Linked DNA regions of Mus musculus: all the other regions are linked to region 4. Evidence: chromatin contacts called from public Hi-C and HiCAR-type data. All regions are on one chromosome and are shown on one strand. The core of a region is the stretch at or near the end of the contact, and the rest is flanking DNA. Distances in the headings are between cores, read along the strand shown. Region 1 holds the start of S1pr3 (sphingosine-1-phosphate receptor 3). Region 2 overlaps Gm46414 (a long non-coding RNA gene). Region 3 overlaps Gm46414 (a long non-coding RNA gene). Region 4 has its middle 32 kb from the start of Gm32613.

What was found. Hi-C and Micro-C count contacts between places; a contact is called where the count stands out from the background. HiCAR-type assays count read pairs that join an accessible place to other places.
Region 1: a HiCAR-type map of astrocytes shows a contact between it and region 4, with 3 times the contacts expected there. The contact joins the promoter of S1pr3 here to the enhancer-like site in region 4. A contact is called at or near these places in 12 of 39 promoter capture datasets (cranial neural crest, embryonic stem cells, frontonasal cranial neural crest and 6 more), 9 of 484 Hi-C or Micro-C datasets (CD4 T cells, cerebral cortex, embryonic fibroblasts and 5 more), 15 of 115 datasets of contacts at active chromatin or transcription factors (the NIH/3T3 cell line, Th17 cells, astrocytes and 9 more) and 3 of 9 other capture datasets (embryonic stem cells, liver and macrophages).
Region 2: a contact with region 4 is called in a Hi-C map of embryonic fibroblasts, with 1.9 times the contacts expected there. The contact joins two enhancer-like sites. A contact is called at or near these places in 2 of 484 Hi-C or Micro-C datasets (adipose-derived mesenchymal stem cells and embryonic fibroblasts).
Region 3: a contact with region 4 is called in a Hi-C map of uterus, with 4 times the contacts expected there. The contact joins two enhancer-like sites. A contact is called at or near these places in 2 of 484 Hi-C or Micro-C datasets (muscle stem cells and uterus) and 1 of 9 other capture datasets (embryonic stem cells).

What each region holds. Positions count from the first base shown.
Region 1 is chr13:51,407,114-51,410,384 of GRCm38.p6, reverse strand. S1pr3 (sphingosine-1-phosphate receptor 3) reads right to left here and starts at 1,767. Exons shown (of 2, transcript NM_010101.4): 1 at 1,440-1,767. All of the region lies in intron 1 of Gm32834 (a long non-coding RNA gene), which reads left to right.
Region 2 is chr13:51,331,710-51,334,771 of GRCm38.p6, reverse strand. The region is part of intron 2 of Gm46414 (a long non-coding RNA gene); the gene reads right to left. Among named protein-coding and RNA genes, the nearest start is that of S1pr3, 75 kb to the left of the region's middle. Within about 2 kb of position 1,606, at least 43 of the 459 cell types and tissues checked have an H3K27ac peak or open chromatin away from gene starts, as enhancers often do. A contact at or near this core is called in embryonic fibroblasts, where this site is marked.
Region 3 is chr13:51,313,004-51,315,960 of GRCm38.p6, reverse strand. The region is part of intron 2 of Gm46414 (a long non-coding RNA gene); the gene reads right to left. Among named protein-coding and RNA genes, the nearest start is that of S1pr3, 94 kb to the left of the region's middle. Within about 2 kb of position 1,285, at least 178 of the 459 cell types and tissues checked have an H3K27ac peak or open chromatin away from gene starts, as enhancers often do. A contact at or near this core is called in muscle stem cells and uterus, where this site is marked.
Region 4 is chr13:51,021,898-51,025,082 of GRCm38.p6, reverse strand. No RefSeq gene overlaps it. Among named protein-coding and RNA genes, the nearest start is that of Gm32613, 32 kb to the right of the region's middle. Within about 2 kb of position 1,627, at least 74 of the 459 cell types and tissues checked have an H3K27ac peak or open chromatin away from gene starts, as enhancers often do. A contact at or near this core is called in astrocytes, cerebral cortex, craniofacial prominence and 8 more, where this site is marked.

The sequences.
Region 1 (3,271 bases), core at 518-3,017, 390 kb before region 4:
CCAAATATGGTAGAGAACCAGGAGGGTCTCGGTATGGTGTGTGTGTGTGTGTATGTGCATGTGCATGTGCATGCATGTGTGTGTGTGTGTGTTTGTATGTGTGTAGCTGTGTGTGTGTGTGTGTGTGTGTGTGTAAAGAGCAAATGGCTTCGGGGAAATGCTAAGTGGTTATGACGTCAATCTCCCCAAATGCCAGTGGGGGCTTCCTAAGGGCAAGCTCTGATGTATGTGGGCAGACTGACACTGACCAGATGAGAGCATCTGCCAGTCTGCTGATGGAAAGATCTGATGTGAAGGTATATGGCCACACAATACTCCCCCAAGCACTGAGCTCTGCACCCCCTTAAGAAGCTTACAGATCTAGATTCCTCCACAGCTACCCAAACAGAGCGCCTGCGCACAGGCACACACACCACCACCACCACCACCACCACCACCACCACCACCACCACCACCACCACCACCACCACCACCTCAACCAAACAGCCCTGACCACAGCCACAACTTGCCAGGCCTTTACCTGAGGTATGCAACCCCTTGCTCCACTTTCTAGGAATTATATTCTCTTGGCCCTCCCTGTCTGCTTGGTTTTCGTCTATAAAGGATGGAACTTTGAATAGATACATTTTTGTAGGTGGTGATATGCAATACCAGAGACTTCTGGCTGCAGACCTTAGAATGAGTGACTCTGGAGGCTTTGGAGGAGGGGGTGTCAAGAAGAAGAGGTGTTTGTTTAAAGCAAAGGATTCCCTTTAAACAGCTGACGAGAAACCCCCTTTTACATCAAATCTAAGGAACATGGTGTCAGGATTGTTAAAGGCTGGAGAGACAGGGACGCAGAGACCATGTACAGGCACATGGTTAATGGTCACCCTTCCCTTTCTTCTATTTCAGTTAAGAACATATGACACACCAATCTTCTCTCTCATTATCACTTTGCTGGCACCTTGTCTTCTAGCTCCAGGCCTGACACTCCTAATTGCCTAGTTTGAGAAGTGCTAAGAAAACTGGAATTTTGTCACTAATAAAACTTAAAAGAATCATTTGCTTTCTCCCAGAGGGAAAACCCACAGCCGTTCCCAGTGCCCAGGTTTTCTTCTCCTAAGATTGTCTAACTTCTTAATTAGCCAAGTAAAGCAAGAATCTTTCCCTTGGACAGCCTGCTCACTCTGCTCCGAGTTTACAAACACATTTAGAAAGCCCTGGTTGTTATTTAAAGGAACCCTATACCTCTCCACCAGCTCCAACAGGCGGTTATGTCCTGTTCTCCGGGATATGAACAGGAGGGGGTGGCCGAAGCGAGGCACTCGCGAGCCCAAGTCACTCTGGTGCCCCGACTTGGTTGAAATTTTATCCAAAAAGGGGGTTCGGGTGAACCCCCAGGCGCTCAACCCGCGACTCTGGTCTGTGCAACCCCGGGATCCGGTCCCGCCGCTCACCTCGTTCTGCAAGGCGCATCTGGGCTGGTTGCATGCTGCCGTGTCTCAGCTAAGACTCCCGTCTAGGGGCTCCTCCGGAGGTCGCTCGTGGCCTCAGGTTTCTCTCCCGCTAGGCTTGTCCAGCCACCTTGCTCAGCACCCGGACCTTGTCGCCTGCCCCTGAACTTGTTCTCCCAGACTCTGCCCCAGAGAATCCGAAGGCAAACTTTTGCCACTGCCCTCCGGGGCGGGGCCCAAACTCACCCCGCCTCCTGCCGCCCCTAACCCAAGCTTCAGAGCTTCGCGGGCTGGTCCCCAGATACGCCCTGGTTCCCAGCCACGTCCCCGCCTCGGGCTACGTCCCCGCCCAGTCTCTGGATTACTTCTCTGCATCCGCGCTGTCTGGACTCTGGGACTCGGGCTGGGGCTCTTCAACCCTCTGTATCCCTCTGCCCCTATTCCTCTGCCGATCATCTACCCCCACCCCCAAACCTATACTCTGACTCCAAGGTTCTGCGTCTATCCTGCTAATTTTAAGTGCTCCAGAACCCAGCAGCTGCAGATACCTAACCGGGTGCAGAACTGGGCTTGGGTAGATATCTACCTAAGTGTCCAGAAGGATTTGAGCGGATTCTTATTAATACTGTTACTCACCTTGAGGTGACCAGTGTTAACTATACTATCTTTAACCTGAAATCAACCGACTACCAGCTTGAGCTGGTAAGCTAAGCCCCCTGCCCCTTTGGACTCCTGCCCCTGCCCCCATCCCTTTCGGAGCTGAAGGCAGGGACCCCAGCCTCTTGTGCATTTCAGGTCCTGACTCCTGTGTCTTGTCTACCTTAGTTAACTGTACCCAGTCTACTCCTGCGCTCTGGGCAAGCCTCACCGGCCATGTGGGGAGAAATGAGAATCTTTGGGGGGAACCGCAGGCACAATTGTCAGTTACAAAGGAAATGCAAAAGATCTCCAGACCAGCTTGGGGAAGGAGAGGGGAGAGGAAGCAGACCGCAGCTAAATTCCCGAGCAGGCAGGGTTCCAGGTCCCTGCTACCTTTTCTCTGGGGCTTTCTTGCCTACAGAAGATGAATTTACCGCTTTCTTGGGATTCATCTGGCATGTAAAGGCAGCTCTTGGCCGGTCTTGGCCTTCTCTGTTGTCTGGTGAGACGCACAAGCCCTCCGGGTCACAGGAGCCAGGCTGCAGAGCTCCAGCTGCCTTGGCTGCTCAGTAGCAGCGCGATTCTCCTGAGCTCTGGTCCTACTGCCTAGCCTCCCAAATTTGCCTAGTGTCTTGGACACAGCTGGGGAAAGCTAGTTCTCTCCCCAAGTGCAGTGAGAATGGGCGTGTCTCTGTATACTTGACTCCTACAGCATCCAGTTAAAGAAAGCAGAGGTGGCCACAGTTGAAGATGCTTCTGTAGCTGTTTCTGCAGCCACTTCCTGAGGCCAGGGTAACAACAGTTTCTTGGTCGCTATGTCTAACCCCACAAAAAGGCCTGGTGCTCTAGCTGTTTCTCACTGTGTCACCATCACTGCCCCGGCTGCTGGAGGTGTGTTTTATACAGCATCTGTCTCTCCATTCCCCGGGTAAATGGTCCTCTGGATAGAAGAGGGTGACCCTGAGTCTCTCTATGACAGCTCCTCCAGCCTCAGACACCAGACTCCCACAGCCTGAGAGGTACCAGGGCTCTTACTGCTAATGACAGTCTTTCCTAAGAGTGATTCCACCCACAGCATCCCTGTGGTATCCCTGAAACCTGTCTTTCAATGAGGTTTCTTTTCCCTCCAAGTTTCCTAACCAGAAGCAGCCATCTTCCCAGTCCAGGCCTCCTTCTCCCTGTCTTGTTCCTTGTTG
Region 2 (3,062 bases), core at 357-2,856, 310 kb before region 4:
TAAAGTACTGCAGAAAGATTGTACGTTAAAGCTTAAGGATTTTAAAATGTTTTAAACAAGGGAACCTCCATATTTTCATTCAGTGAGAAGAAAAACCCAGAGAAATCTGTCATGTCTTCCACTGTTCAACATACATGTACATGTGTGTGTAAAGAAGCATGCAGTGAGTGCAACAGTGTGTGAGCATACAGAAGCCATAGAAGCACACCTGTGCATGGCCTTGTCACCCTAAGACAGGGCTTGTCACGGAACTGGAAGCTTGAGTTTTTGCATGGCAGGCCAGTGAGCTCTCAGGATCCACTTGTCTTTACCTCATAGTATTTGGGTTATAGCAGTGGCTCTCAACCTTCCTAACGCTGTGACCCTTTAGTCTAGTTCCTTTACAGTTAGTGACCCCACCCCCCAACCATAAAGTTACTTCATTGCCACCTCAAAACTGTAATGTTGCTACTGTTATGAGCCATCATGCGAATATCTGTTTTCTGATGGTCTTAAACAACCCTTCGAACAAGTCATTTAACTCCCAAAGGGGTTGCGGGTGCGACCCACAGGTTGAGAACCCCTGGGTTGCAGGCAATGCAGCCATGCATGGCTCTTTTCATGGATCTTGTGGGTTCTGATTCAGCTCCTCATGCTCTCAGGAGGCAGATGAACCATCTCCTCAGCCCCACTCCCCAACTTCTTACATGCTCCTTTGAGTACCCGTCATCCCGTCTCTAAATCACGAGCTTGCATTGGCTCTGACCCATCCAAGTCCTGATCTTACGTAAAGTGTGGCAGCTGAGAAGTTAGCTATCTGAGCCTCTCTCCCTTCTCTTTCCTCCACCTTGAAGTGTGGGCACAGTACCTCCTTATACAGCTGGTACAGTCAGGGCTTAGTACCCCTCCCCGCTTTGGAGGGGTCTGGTTCTCTGGGGTTGCTTTCCTATCTTTTTAACCTAACAGTGCAGTCAGAAGCCTCACTCGGCCTCCAGACTCCATTGAGCCCACCCTTGCTGGAATCCTTCCTTCCCTCCTCCAGGTTGGTCTTGGATGACTGCTCCATTCTGGAAGTTCCCCACCCAGCTCTCCTGGGAGAGTGTGCTTGCCTTGGCCCTCTATTTTCGATGACTACATCCTTAGGAACTTCCACAGAAAGGCTGAGTCCCTGCATGCCTGAAATATCTTGATTCACCATCATGCTTGCTTAGTATCTGTGGTGGATTCTGGAATGACGTGCTCCTGGTTGATTGCTCTTCCTTGCGATCTCAGGGGTACCGCTCCTTTGTTATTCTCATCCAGGCTATTAACAGTCTTATTATATTATTAACTTATTAGGGACCGAAGCTGGGGCTGTGGAGATGGCTTGGTGGGTAAAGACCTTGTCGCACAAGGACTTGAGTTTGGATAACCAGAACCCACTTACATACAGACATCTTTGTAGTGCACATCTGTAATTCCAGAGCTCTCTCTCTGTGAGATGGGAGACAGAACCAGATGGCCTGCAACAAGCAGAGTGAAAGACTGGCTGAGACAAAATGAAAGGACATGACCAACAGCAGACATGACCAATAGCAGACATGACCAACAGCAGACATGACCAACAGCACACATGACCAACAACAGACAGACATGAACAACAGCAGACAGATATGACTAACAGCAGACATGACCAACAGCAGACAGATGTGACCAACAGTAGACATGACCAACAGCAGACATGACCAACAGCAGACAGACATGGCCAACAGTGCACATGACCAACAGCAGAGCTTGTCCTCTGCCTTCTGTTCACATACATGAGCACGCATACACATGAACCCCACACACACAAGCACAACACAAGCACACATACACATGATTAAAAGAGTAAAAAGGAACAGAAACTTACTAGCTCAGCCTTGCTCCCTAGTCACACAGGAGATCCCAGAGGAAAAAGAATAAAAGACCCACTTCCACAAGTCTTTTATAGTCTTTTATTTTACATTTTTATTTGACACATAAAAATCATACGCCTTTATGAGGTTCTGTATGATGTTTTGATCCATGCAGGGACTTGGGTTTTCTGTCTCTTTAAACATGCACTCGTGTGTGTGTGTGTGTGTGTGTGTGTGTGTGTGTACACTTGAAATCTTCTCTTCCCGATACTTTTAAACATATAATAATAGTCTCATAGCTGGAACGTCCCTACCGTGTGCTAAGACACTAGAATCACTGCTGCTTCTAACTGTGACCTTGAACCGTGAACCTGCCTTCCCATGTCCTGCCCGCTTCCCTCCACATCTCCTGGCAAATGCTGTTCTCTGCTTCTCTGAGGTCAGCATTTTTAGATTCCACATGAGTGAGATCATGCCGTTTTGGTCCCTTTCTGTGTTGAGCTTATTTCAATGGATATAATGTTTTCCAGACCCCATCCATGTGGCTGCAAATAGCAAGATTTTAGTCTTTTCCCCCATCTCTCATTCTTGGTTATTAAAATATTCCATAATCTTTTCGTTTTAATTTTTTTTTTAAAAAATCCATGCCCACCTCTTTTTCAGAATTTTTCGGAACTATAGTATAGTGTGAAAGTAGCTGTTGCCCAGAGTAATACTCCTGGCCCATCCAACCACTTTTTAAGGAGCCCTGTCTTCTGACACAACTTGCAAGTCTCTCTAGTGTGTGCTCGTACTTGACATCTGAGATCCAGGAGAGCATCCCCTGCTCCCAGGCTCCCGGTTAGAGCAATCACAATGAGCTCTATCGGATGCTGGTTTGCTCCATGGACCATATGTCAGTGTGTAGCATTGTCTCGTGGTGCACATGTGGAGTCAGGTATGCTGTTGCCCATGCCTACCCAGGGTAAGTCCCGAGGGAAGGAGTGTACCCGTCATCTATACCTTGTGTGATCAGAGTCCAAAAAAAAAAAAGGACAATGCTGGATGAACTGACAGCATTGAGAGATCTGAGGAGATAGGCAAAGTGCTTTCCCAGGAAAGCTGGATCGCCAGCACGCATGTAAAAGCCTGGTGCAGTGAGTGGAACACGTCTATCATCCCAGTATTGGGAGTGTAGAGACTGAAGGATCCCTGAAGCTCACCGGC
Region 3 (2,957 bases), core at 36-2,535, 290 kb before region 4:
AGGTGGAGGCCTGAGCCTCTTTCTCTTCCAGCTGGGACACCTGCCCCGTGAGGATTGGCTGTGTGGAGTGCACAGCCCCCTTCTTCCCTGAGCGAACTGAGGACTTCAGAAAGGTCGCATTTGAGTGATCATAATTCCAGTTACCCACGTTCCTCAGAGCAGGTAGCAACTGCCCCGTGTTCTTTGGAGATGACGCAGCAATGCTGGAGAACAAGGCCACCTCATTTCTCCGCTTCTCTCTTCTGTCTCCTCGTGGCTCACCCAAACATTCTCAGTTCCTCCTAAGTTTCCTCCCTCACGATTTCTCTAAGCTGCAGCAAATCTTCCTGTCTTTCTGTTTGAATGTGTGCACACACAAGCCTCTTGAATGTGAGTGAGGACCACTCGTGTCTGAGAGGGAGTCCTGATTAGAAACCGCGTTCCCAGTCACCATGGGAAAGAGCACTCTAGCTAAGACAGTCTTTCCCACAAAGCCCTTGACCAGGCAGCTCTTTCTGTTTTAATTGCTAGCCAAAAACTCTCAAAGACAAATGTGGTTCTCCTGAGAGGAATAAAAAAAAAAATGAGGTTTCATCTTATATGCCATCATACTGGGAATCAAGGCGACACATTATCTAAGAATCAGAGAGACTGGGGGTGGGGGATAGCTCTGGGCCAGACCACTGAGAAATGAAAGGATTTAGACACCCCCTTCTCTGGGGTGACAGGCCAGGATTGCTAAAGTTCTGAGGAGTGTGCTGGGGTGGGGGTGGTGTGTTTCAGTATGACTGAGAAAAAGTCTCATCCATTAGAAAAAAAAAATGTCAGAATATGGCTATGAGCAAAGGCTTTTAACTGGCTTATTAACAACAGATATCCCCAAGCGCAGATAAGCCCAGTTGGAAGGCAGAAAGCAGAGCTGAGATATCTTCTGACAATTAAGGTACAGCCAGCGTCATAAGGAGGTTGGGGGAAGAGTGTGACTTTCAAGGAGGCACGGAGCAGACAATGGAAGTCTAAAAGCAACCCTGCTTAGCACACAAGAGGATCACAGGGACTACAGCAGGGCCACTCCCCCAGCCTGTCCCCTCTGCAGCACGCTGCCATAGCCACTAATGTCCTGAAAAGAAGGGTAAAGTGCATTTCCCAACTCCAGCCCTGACCGGGCCTCTAATTTTACTTCCATGAGTGTGCCCTGATGGATTTTTGAGAAGGGAGAGGTGGGTCATAAATAAAACAGGGCCCACAGCAGAGCTCTAATCAGTTGCAGCTGCTGCCTGAGGAGGCCTGACAGGCAGCTTGCCTTGGGACCTGGTGCATTCTGTGGCCAGCATGGGGGCGGGAAGACAGTGGATGCCTGGGGGAAAGGCCTGAGACATGAGTCTGCAGAATTCATTGCTCCTAATTAAAACCGCATTTACAGAGAACAAACCGTAGGGGCGGGGAGCATGCAGTGGGATTTCCTTGTAGCTTGGAAAATGAATCAACTTGGAAAGGGGTAGGGGCTGCCTATCTGCAAACTCCCTGCTGCAAACAGGACACTGCCCATTTCCATCCAAATATAAAAACCTGACCCATATTGTAGGGGAATGTGCTCATGGGGACCCCAGAGAGTGTCATCAGAATGGGGGACTGTTTAAATAGGATGACTGAGTCATTTGGTGGACCTAGAAGCTCTGTCCTCAGAGCTAGTGAGGAGACAATGCTCTGTGTGTGTGGGGGAACCAGGGGGCTTCAGGTAGGAAAAGCCCTACGTGACCATCGCCTAGTGTTTTCATGGAGTTTGTTATCTTGTTAACTAAAGAAAATTATAGGTCCTATTGCTGTGTATGTCTTTCAGTCAAAAATAATTCCGGAGATGAAAAGATGTTTTAAAAAAAATTAAGGTACAGTAGGGTGCCTTACAGGAATTGGTTTAAAATGGTCCTGTCATTTGGAGAGAACTGGTTGGCACATAAGCCAGCCTTGTAGAGAGGTGTAAGACCAGAAGTGAGGCAGAGTCTTTGGGATGTTCTTTCTCAGTCAGTCAGTCATTCATTCAGTGTGTGTGTGTGTGTGTGTGTGTGTGTGTGTGTGTGTGTGTGTAGGGAGGGGGTGCTGTTGCCCCTGTGACCTCAAGGCAAGGCTGCTCCAAAAGAGGCATAGAGAGCTGGCCCTGGCTGTTCTCCTGGGTGGCAGGAGCCCAAGCAGGACACTGCTGTAATGGTGGCGAGGGAATCAGACACACCCTGTGCAGGCTGAGTGTGTTCCCTGTACCTGGCACAGCTCAGTGGCATCAAAGGCCAGATGAGCTGCACTCTATGAGAAGGGCCAGCTGGAGGCCCTCTGAAGCCAGCTGTCCCTGCTTTAGCTTCTGAGCTCAGCGGGTGGGAGAAGGTTCCCAGGACGGCCTGCCCAACTCAAGATTGACCAGCCAGCCACCCACACAAGTCCTGGGGGAGAGGGCACCACATCTCACCTCTGACTCAGATAGACTGAGGACAAACAAAACACAAACTGAGCCTTCAGAGTGAGACATGGGGACTTAAATAACTTTAATACTCCCACCAAGGGTTCATAAGGTTCCTAAGAGCAGGCTGAGGCTCTGGCCTGATGGCTCTAAGTCAAGGGACAGTCTGAAAATACAAACACCATCTCTAGTGGGATGCAGATGGATCTCAAGCTAGATGAGCAGAAGAGAGTCCTGGGAGCCAGAGGATTATTCAAAATAACTCAGCATTGCTGCAGCTGCTCTATCTTGCATTGATTTATTAGGCTGATGTGTGTGTGTGTGTGTGTGTGTGTGTGTGTGTGTGTGTTTTCCCCTTGCCCTTTTCCTATTCCTTCATTCAGGAGACAACCCGAACGTGCTTTTGTGAGCATTCCAAAAGAGTGGATGTAAACCTTTGATACTGCATCAAGTCTCTGCTCTGAAATATTGCAATAAACATTGGAACAAGGTAATAGACAGACCTTGCTCAGACTTCTCTCAGTGTGTA
Region 4 (3,185 bases), core at 378-2,877:
TGTAAGCCGCTTCGCTTCTCCCCACCCAACAACTGTTTACTGTTCGTACAGCCATGGCCATTGGCAAGGGCCTTATGAATCTTGTAACTTTTTCACCTCCGTGTTCCGAGTCTCAGGATCCTTCCATCCTCCCTCTCCGAGGGTTGGGGTTGGGGGAGCTTGGGGATCGAGGGTGGTGAATGAGTGGGCACGGAGACTTTTTCAGGCAGGGAAACTGTTGTTTAATAGAATTAGGCCCACCGAAGTCCACCTCTTGTTGATCCGTGCCCTCCTAACAGAAACATTGTCTGCAGGAGAGAGGGAGGCTCCAGAGACTCCAGAGTTGAACAAAATGTTACAAGTCCTGGAAGGTAGCATCTGGGAAGATTCTCAAGGTTTCTCCCAGCTTTACAGGAGTAAACATCCGATGGGGAAAGAGACTCTTGACAAGCAAGCTGTGGAGAGATCTTTCCATTGCCTGAGGAGAGCTCAAGACAGTCTGGGGAGTTTTGATCAGTGCCCACTTTTGAGTTGTTGTTGTCTCCGTAAGCAACCCCTCACCCACACAGCCTGTTCTGACCCCAGTAAACACTCAGTGGTTCACAGAATTGCACTTTGGGGCAATTGTTACTTTTGCCTGTTGTGGATTCCCTTTCTGGGTGAGTAAGGGATGTGTGTTGTCTCCCCAGAAAAGCCTCTCACGGGACACTGAAGTAAACTGTGACTTGAGTAATAAGGAGTGGCCATGAAGGCCCATCAGTTGTAACAAGTGCGCCGTGCTGGTGGAGATGTTGGGAATGGGGAAGGTTATGGGTTAAGGGAGAACTCTACTTTTGTTTCACTTTGTGATCAACCTAGAACTGCCAAAAACAAAACAAAACAAAACAAAACTATAAAATAAAAACTTAAAAAAAGAAAAGAAAGAAACTAATAAAAACTGTACTGTGAGATCTCTGGACTTCACATAAAAGCCAGATGTGGTGGAGCGCACCACTCCTGTGGACAGATGGGAGGTCAAGACAGGAGGGTGAAGAAGCAGCTTGCAGGCCAGCTTGGAGAAAGCAGGCGGTGGCGGCGTGGCAAACAACAGCAACAATGGCATACGCTGGAGAGCTCAGAGCTCCGGTTTAGTCTCAAGAGCGTTGAAAGAGAGAACCAACTGCAAGCAAGTCGTCCTGTGACTCCCCCACATCCCAGATGGTGTGCATGTGCCTGAACGCACACACATCTCTCTTATCTCTCTGTCTCTGCCTCTCGGTCTCTATCTCTGTCTCTTTATCTCTCTGTCTCCCTCTCTCACACACATACATTAACAATAATACATCAAAACACAACCCCACTGCACCCATGGGGACCAGGGAAAGCTCCATGAAGTCTGGCAGGCCAATACGTAAAACGCTGGCGCTTGACATTTGCCGGGCAAGACCTAGGGGGTAGAGGGCAGAGAGCAGAGGGCTGTCTCAGTGACAGCCACCCTCTCTCTAACTCTCCGGCTGTCAGGGATGGTTTAGCTGTCCTTCTGAAGAGCTGTTCTGTGTCGTGCGAACAAGGAAACACCAAGTCAGGGTCCCTGCTCTTGAGCGCTAGGCCAGGCCTCACTGAGTCCCGGATGATCCTGATCCCGTCTGAGACACAGAGGATTCAGGCTTCAGGGCGGCTCATTCTAGTTCAGGCTGGTCGGGAACTGTCCTCAAAGCCACAGATGGCCTTGAATCTCTATCAATAGAAGTTTTGAGTTTTTGCGTTGGTTCTTGTTGTTTCACAAAATTACCCAAGAGAAGCATGATTTAAATGTTTCCTTTTTCGAGGATTTCCTTTTCGGGGCTCTTATTACAAAGCTTGGGTGTGCTTGGCATTCTCACTGACAAGCCAAACTTAGGCTTTAAAACTGAGGTTAGATCCGGAAACCATGCCATGGGAACTCAGCAGCGTCTAAACATGAATGACTGATTTAAGGCCCCTGATTAAAACCTTGGCTTTCCCAGTGCTTTCTCAGAGCTGAGTGGTTGGTCTCTGTTTCTCTGCTTTTCTCCACCACTCAGTCACAGCAATGACCTCATCCTTTCAAGTGCCAGAGAAGGCAAACTAAGCCCCAGAGAGCCTGGAGAGAGCCTGGCTCCCATTTCCTGCCTTTCAGGGAATCCATCCGCTAAGCCTGGCTTCTGGGCATCCCTCGAAGCTGGCGGAGCTCAATTGCGGCAGGAAATTTAGAAACAGGAAAGTTCCTCAGTTGCCACCGGGAAGGACCTGGGCCAAGGGCTGGAGAGCTAGCTTTTTGGTAGCCAGCCCTAAGGAAGCAAGACAGAGTGACAGGAGATCTTTTCAATCGGGGTGCTACATTCCGCTACAAGTTGAGCGACAACAAGCTTGTTCTGGTGACTTAGGAAGCGTCCCAAAGCCATTCAAGCTGCCTGACTGTACTTGGGGAGGACCCAAGGCTTTACATGGCTAAACTGTGTTCTGTGCACACTGAAGTTAATAAAGGAAAATCTGGCCTTGATTTCTTTGTGTAATTGTGATTCTGAACACACTGGATAGGCCGTCCCACCAGGGGTTCCTGTGGGGTCTTGTAAACAGCCAGCTGCATTGTTTGATGTGTAGGGCTGCTAGATTGCCTTCTCCACTGTTCCTACTGACCTTTACGGAGGAACTCCTGAACTGCAGGCAGATGGGAACCCTCTTGATCTGCAGCCAGCCACACTTCCCTTCCTGGGTCCCCAGAACCCTCCAGTCCTTCCCAGCCTTTCCTTGTGGGGTGCTGTTTCCCAGACAGTGCTATTACAGGGAGCATGAGCTTTGGGCAGAAACCCCGGGGTCACCCTCCTCCTACATCAGAAGCCACTGAAATACCCAGGTTGGAGCAAGGGCTGGTACTTAGGGGACTATGGCTCCATTTGGGATGTACTGGGTGAGGTTTTTCCAGTTGGAACTGACCATCTGAGGTAGCTAGCTGCAAGCTTTCCCCGAGGAGAGTCTTCTTGCGTTTGTTTTCTCAGCTTTACAGCCCACACCACTCTGAGCAGACTTAAATCTATTATTTGCCTACTGCTTTAAATCACAAACATTTCCATATTGAGCGGTGCACCCAAGGAAGGTAGGTTTCAATTGGCCAGGCAGGCAGAGTCTCATTTAAGACTCAAGCAGGCAGGTGCTGATTTAATAAACACAGAGAGTTTGGGGGTACAAGACGGGGTACTGAGAGCAGG